Linked DNA regions of Pan troglodytes: region 1 is linked to region 2. A link is a contact called in public HiChIP or PLAC-seq data. All regions are on one chromosome and are shown on one strand. The core of a region is the stretch at or near the end of the contact, and the rest is flanking DNA. Distances in the headings are between cores, read along the strand shown.

Region 1 (3,421 bases), core at 458-2,957, 200 kb after region 2:
ACCTAGCTGAGAAATATAAACTGATTAATGTCCATAAATCTTAGATGAGTCAGCAAAACTTAATGCCCAACAAATAAAAGGCTTAACATGGACTACTTATGAGCACACAATGGTCATTACAATTTCAAAATCAGCAATTTTCTATCTAATACAATCACAAATTTGGTCTGGAAATCCAAATATTAAGGAAATGCAAAGATCATAATCAATATTCCCAAATCACCTTAATTGAAACTGGAAGGTATGAGGCAGCCTGAGTATTTGAAGTTAACATCAAGAAATAATTTAAGGCAGAACCCCAACTCTCTCCCACAAACATAAAACCAGTAGCAGATGGCACATGAACATTTCTCAGTGAGAAATTGCAATTCTAACAAAGTACAGGTAACTTAATTTTATCCATCACCTTTTGGTCAAACTGAAAACAAACAACCAAGCTTTTGGTTCTCTCCAAAACACTGAACTCTGCATTATCACTGACCTAACTTAAAGCAAGATATTTTTGGTGATCTGTCCTCTCCTGCTTCATTAACCATAGGTAAATTAGGAACAGTAGCCTGCTAAACAGAGGGGAAGTAAATATCACAGGCATGTTTTATCAATAAAATGGACAAGCGATAATCAAATTATTTAAAGAACGGCTTGTACTCCTTAACAGAGGGACAAGCTTGAGAAAGATCCACTTTCTAAAAGAACCTAATCATTCTGGATGAATTATGAGAAAAATATCACTGTAGTCCAAAACTGACTGAATCTACCTTTCTGCTTTAATCCAAGTCCTAACCACATCTATTTTATGTCTCTGCCTCTCTTCGCCTGATTTTCCATTTCGTCTCCCCCTTCAATTCCAAGAACGCCCTTCTCTCCCTTATTTTCAAATCTCATTATTGCCCCCGAATGCTAAGGACCTCGCACAGCCACGGAGGTGACCTTACGCATCCCTACTGCATTCCTAATTCATTGTACTTCTCATCCCAAATGATCCTATTCTTTCGTTCTGTCTCGCTCGTTGTTTCTTAAAATCCAATACCCCACACACGCTCACGCCAGAGTCCCCCCCACACTCCATTGTTTCCCCGGCCTATCCGTCTGGAAACTCCCCAACTCGGACGCGGGTGTTTCACCCGCCCCACATACCCCAGGAACCTTCCACCCTCTGGGCACTTCGGGCCTCTAAGGGCTCACATCCCCCTCCTTCCCGTCCCCCCGCCCCCAACTACCCCCTCCCTCTTTTTCCTCCCTCAACCCGCTCCCCGCACCTCGGCGCCCTCTGAGCCCCCGCCAACCCCGCCACCCAGCACCCTCAGCCTCACCTAGCCCAGGCCCCCGCAATCGCCTCGTCGCCCCAGCTCCGGGCTCCGCGTCCCGGACGCTCCCGGGTCTGAGAAGAGGAAAGGAGATCCTCCGCCTCCCCTTCTAGAGCCACCGCCGCCGTCGCCGCCGCGCTCCTCCCCCAGCTCTCTCAGAGCCGGACGCCGCCCCGCCCCCACCGCCGCCTCCCCACTTCTCTCCTGGGCCGGACTGCAGGATCCGGCCGGAGCTCCAGCAGATCACCCCGACCCTCGCCCCGGCAGCGGCTCGCCCCGCCCCGGAGCCCTCTCGGGCGCGTGCGCGCCAGCCAGCCAGCCAGAGCTCAGGGCGCGTACTCGCGCCGGCGCGCCAAGCTCGAGGCTGTGGCAGCCAACGGGTGCGCGAGCGCGGCTCGAGCGGCGAGACGGCCCGCGCACCGGAGACCGAGAAGATCGGGGAGAGGCGCGGGGCGGCGAGAGGCGGGCTCCGACCAGTCGGGTTACCGCTCTTCTCGGGGCCCGGTCCCTCGCGTCTCGCACCGTCCGCAGGCTCGCGCGCCACCGGAGACTGGGAATTACCGGGGAAAGGAAGAGACTCGGGGAGCGGGTTGGGGACAAAGTAGATGGAAGGGGAAAACGGGTGGGACTCGAGCTCGCGTCCGCGTGCAGCACAGCTCGTACCCGGCGGCATCGGGTAGGGACCCGGCGCGCGCCGGGAACGGAGGGCCCGAGCTGAACTGACGGAAAGAGCCGAAACTCCCCCGGAGGTGGCCGAACGCGGGCGCCGCTAGGGGAGTCGAGCGCGGGGCTTTTGCTCAATGTCCGGGTTGGGAAGCTTTTTCTCTGGCCGCCGGGTACAGCGCCGCTCACTCTTCCGTACCGAGGACTTCACACCGCTTTCCCCTTCGCCTCCTTCCCGACCCAAGTTTTGTTCCAAAAGGCAATTTCAGAGTCGCCAACGACGGGAAACGCTGGGGCCTCCGGACCGCGCGGTCGCTCTGCCTCCTGAGAGAGCGCAGAGGCCGGTGGGGGCGCGGGAAGAATGACCTCGGGAGCTGATGGGGGTTCTCTGCCCTGGCGATGTCCGCCCGGCACGCTCCCCAAGTCAGTTCCTCGTCAGTCGGGTTTCTGATCTACCCAGCTGTCAGCATAGCCCCTCTACGCGGCGGTGGTCGGTCCCGCCGCCCTTCGAATCTTTTCTGTTAAATACTCTCTTCGACGCCAGACTCCCAACCTCCCTGGTGCTGGAACTAACTAGTATTTGTGCACCCTTTCTGCATGCATAAAGCACTTACCTCACTGTCGACTGGTCAGGGGTCTATTAAGAGGGGCCAGAGGGATTTAGACAGTCAGCATTGAAAATATTTATTAGAATCTGGGGCCGGGCGCGGTGGCTCACGTCTGTAATCCCAGCACTTCTGAGAGGCCGAGGCGGGCGGATCACTTGAGGTCAGGAGTTCGAGACCAGCCTGGCTAACATAGTGAAACCCCGTCTCTACTAAAAATACAAAAATTAGCCGGATGTGGTGGCACACGCCTGTAATCTCAGCTACTCGGGAGGCTGAGGCAGGAGAATAACCTGAACCCAGGAGTCGGAGGTTGCAGTGAGCCGGGATTGCACCACTGCACTCCACCCTCCATCTCAAAAAATATATATATATATATTAGAATTTGTCCTCATCTTACCTTTTGAGGCCAAGCAAAGGGGCTCTGAAAAGGCACCAACAAGCTGGAGAGTGTGTGTCAGTGTATAGCTAGACACCACAGGCACATGTCATTTTGGTTTCCACGTATGTTATTGCAATCACAGTACATGTAACTGAGTAGTATAGTAGACCTTTGCCAAGCCATCTGATCCTTGTGGTTTTTAACGTTGCTTGAGGTAAGGGCTCAAAAATCGCCTGGAGTCCAATGACCTGTGGTTAATAATGTCTCATCTACTCCAACCATATGATTTACTGATCTAGATAAGCAGAAGACTAAGTCATCCAGCTAGGTAGGGCACTGGACTATATGTTCCTTACTATTCAATCTTCATTCAAAAATTCAAATAGAAGCAAATTATCCAAATGTCTGCTTTCTTTTCATTCACTAAATTGGCACCTACTCAATGATGGTGGGTATTGTTCTAG
Region 2 (3,609 bases), core at 12-2,511:
TACTCAGGAGACTGAGGCATGAGAATCGCTTGAACCCGGGAGATGTAGGTTGCAGGAGCCGAGATTGCTCCACTGCACTCCAGCCTGGGTGACAGAGGAAGGCTCTGTCTCAAAAAAAATAAAACAAAATTTAAAAACCATGTATTAAAAAACTGGAAAATAATTAGAGAGAAAAATTACTACTACTACCACTTGGACATGTGTTAACATTCTGGTGCATTTCCTTCAACTGTCTTTTCCTTTGTATGTTTTTCATAGTTATCATGAATTCATATATATTTAATAACATTAATATTATTAATGTTCTGTGTAATCACTTTTTATAAAAAGTATTTCAGGCCGGGTGCTGTGGCTCATGCCTGTAATCCCAGCACTTTGGGAGGCCGAGGCAGCCTGATCATGAGATCAGGAGTTCAAGACCAGCCTGGCCAACATGGTGAAAACCTGTCTCTACAAAAAAAAAAAAAAAAACTTAGCTGGGCATGGTGGCACGTGCCTGTAATCCTAGCTACTCGGGAGGCTGAGGCAGGAGAATTGCCTGAACCGAGACCCGGGGGCCGGAGGTTGCAGTGAGCCGAGATTGTGCCACTGCACTCCAGCCTGGGCTATGGAGCGGGACTCTGTCTCAAAAAAAAAAATATTTCATTGGTTTTCTGATATTTTCACAAGTTTACATAATTATATTTAATCAAGTGCCTGTTAAAAAATAAAACACACACTCTTTCATGGGAGTTAAAATAAGTACATACTCATTAAGCAAGTCCACAGAACAGTAAATGAGGTTGGTACTCTTGAAGCAGAGGGCCATAGTATACTGTCAGGGCCAAAAGGGCCAGTCTCTCATTTGACACTTGAATTCCCTGGCAATGTCCATGTTATGTGTGCTTGACACCTCTGATGGACAGCTTTGGAACTGAATCTTTCTTATTCTGAGCTGAAGTATGTCTATAGCTGCTACACTTTAGTACCTCGCAAAGGAAGCATAAAACAGAATTCCTCTTTTAGAGAACAGTCTTTCTAGTTTTCCGGAACATCTCTCACAGCCCCAAATTCCCAATTTTTCCGACAGGTTCGTTCTCCCATCCCAAGATTGCTTCCAAGGCACTCTCCTCTGAAGGTGCTTCCATTGGTTTTCTCTCTTACCTCCCGGCGACCACAAGTGGCCCCAGCCGTCCAGGTGGGGTCCGGCTGACGGGACCAAGTCGACACTACTCCTTCTCGCAGGGTCTCTTCCTTCTCAGTAAAGCGGCCCACGATCCTCCATCCGCTCCTCAGAGAGCCTCTCTGCCCTTTCTGTCCGCCACATCTCCCTGGCTACATTATCTCCCCGACTAGTGCCTAGCAGGCGGGCCTGATAGAAGTTTCTCTAAAGGCTCTGGAGGAGTCAAACAATGCATAACGTCCTGTGCAACCCTCAGACTCCTATACCTCGTGGGAATTTGGAAGTCGAAATCCAGTCCGCGGTCCGCCCCTCCCCGCGTCGCCTCAATTAGCCCCGCTCGGTCTCGCCCTAAGTCTCGCCTTTCCCTTTAACCAACCCCTCAAGCCGGGTTACCTCTCCGGTGCCTATAATCCTTAACGTTTCCCTATATGCTGTCCCAACTAGGAAAGCCTTTACTTTCCGCTATTGGTAAAATATTTACACTTTCCGTACCATGGCCACGCCCCCTTCACACACGTTGCCAAGACGAACCGGAAGAGATTGCCAGCCCCCTGGTTCGTTAACCGGAAGTAGACGTACCTCACGGAAGCCGGCTTTGGCCCTGCGGCTGCTACCGTCGCCGCGGAGAAATTGTTGGATCTGGCAGTCTAGGAATGGTGAGACCTCGCGGTTCGCCTCTGAGGGTTCTCAGAGGAGTTGGGGGTGAAATGGAGTTTTGCAGAGTGCCGCCGGGGACGACCACCCCCCAAGTTTGGGGCCCCGCCCCGGTGGCGCCCCGAAAAGCTGCGCATGCGTGGGCCGGACTGGGTTAGAATCTGGCTCGAAGTGTTACGCATGCGCAAAGGCATGGAGACCTTGGGGTGAGAATGGGCTTGCGAGTTTACCCCCACCTCCCCAGCCACCAGCCTGTGGGTCTCAAACCAAGGCTACTTGGTGCTCTGCTTTGAGTTGCAGAGGTGACTTCATCAATGCTCCTACCCCGAGTTCTTGAGACAGACCTGGACCGATCCCCTACCTTGGGTGTGCACTGTTGGGAGAACGAGGGGCGGAGGGTCCGGTAAGGAAGGGGCACAGACCCTACCTCAGTTTGCCGGCAAGCTCGGGCCCCTTCGCCCTCTCCTCAGATGTCAAGATTCTTAGTCGTAGCCTATGGAGCGGAGAGCGACAGGCTCACCTGGGGACAGGGCTAGAACACTGAGCTAAGAGCCACCCTGGTTAGAAGTGGGGACTCACGAGAGGAGCGCCCCGAGAAAGTCCAGTACCTGGGTTCTCTAGGGGTTGTTGGGGCACAGGGTGGTTGATAATCACGCAGTTCCCAAACAGTGGTTTTTGGTTTCCACGAGATGGTATCTCATGGAAATACCACTTACTAAATCTTCAGTAAAAACCCCAAATGGAAAAGAAAAACAAAAAACAAAACAAAAAAAAAAAAAAACGAGATGGACTGGTTGGAGTTTTGCCTCCCTTTCTTTTTTCCTGCTTTGGCCTGGGAGGGGAAGGCTGGTGCTGCTGAGCTGAGTGGACAGCTGAAGTAAAGAAAAATGTGGGCCAAAGAATCCCTTGTCTCTTGCTAGTTTATAGTCAAGGCGCCTAACCTAGGAGATATCAGTAGAATTAAAGGGTCTATGAACCCTCTAAAATAGTATGTGTTTGCACCCTTTTCTGCAGTCCATAGCTGTTACCATACTCTGAAAGGTGCCAGTGACCTTCACAAGACTGATGTCTAAGGCTATTATTGGCAGAGTGGGGCCTTATGCCTCTTTCCTGTCCTTATGTCTTCCCTAGCTTATGGGACCCTGGGGGACCTGAGCCAGTATAAGGAAGTGAGGCTGGCCAGTTGGAAATCTGAGCCTCAGGGAGCCTCATTTCTCCTTTGCAGAATCTCCTCTCAGCCTTTAAGCTCACCTGGTCAGAATCCTTGGATGAGCCTGTGGGACCGTTCCTCCTAGCCCTGTGGTTTGGAACCAGTGGCTTTGGGACTGTAAGAGGATGGACAAAGGTAGTATGAGGCCGGGACAGCTCCCCAAATGCTCGGGCGCCAAGCATCTGCTGATTCCACTCTGTGCCTGGCACTTGTGTCTTTCGGTCCTGGCTAGGCCTTGCCACCTCCCCCTGGGCCAGCACCACCCATGTACCTGTCGGCAGAGCCACAGTTGACTGACTTGCTGTTGAGCTGCTGCTCTTTAGCACGGCTGCATTTTGATGGCAGAGGGAGCAGTTATGCCCAGAGCCCAGCGTGTCGGCATCACCAGTCTGACCTGAGCACCATGTGCTGCACGACATGACACGTGGCACCGGGGGAACTGCCCAGCGTGGAAGGTCTGGGCCAGGTCTGAGCCCAGATGGGATCTGGATGGCCAAGGAACTCTACCTTAAAACCTCAAGTGTCAAGGAGGCAGGGGAGGGGCCAAGAGGGCTGGCAGGGGAAGGGGGCTGGGGAGGGGTCC

The links. HiChIP or PLAC-seq counts read pairs in DNA pulled down with a chosen protein or histone mark.
Region 1: a contact with region 2 is called in an H3K4me3 HiChIP or PLAC-seq map of stem cell-derived excitatory neurons, with 4 times the contacts expected there. The contact joins the promoter of SPATS2 here to the promoter of MCRS1 in region 2. A contact is called at or near these places in 2 of 7 Hi-C or Micro-C datasets (blood and stem cell-derived neural progenitor cells) and 1 of 1 datasets of contacts at active chromatin or transcription factors (stem cell-derived excitatory neurons).

What each region holds. Positions count from the first base shown.
Region 1 is chr10:46,499,481-46,502,901 of NHGRI_mPanTro3-v2.0_pri, forward strand. It overlaps SPATS2 (spermatogenesis associated serine rich 2), which reads right to left and starts at 1,708. Exons shown (of 14, transcript XM_016923475.4): 1 at 1,314-1,708.
Region 2 is chr10:46,297,890-46,301,498 of NHGRI_mPanTro3-v2.0_pri, forward strand. It overlaps MCRS1 (microspherule protein 1), which reads left to right and starts at 1,262. Exons shown (of 15, transcript XM_009425469.3): 1 at 1,262-1,818; 2 at 3,042-3,161. The coding sequence starts at 3,152. It also overlaps a transcript of PRPF40B not described here.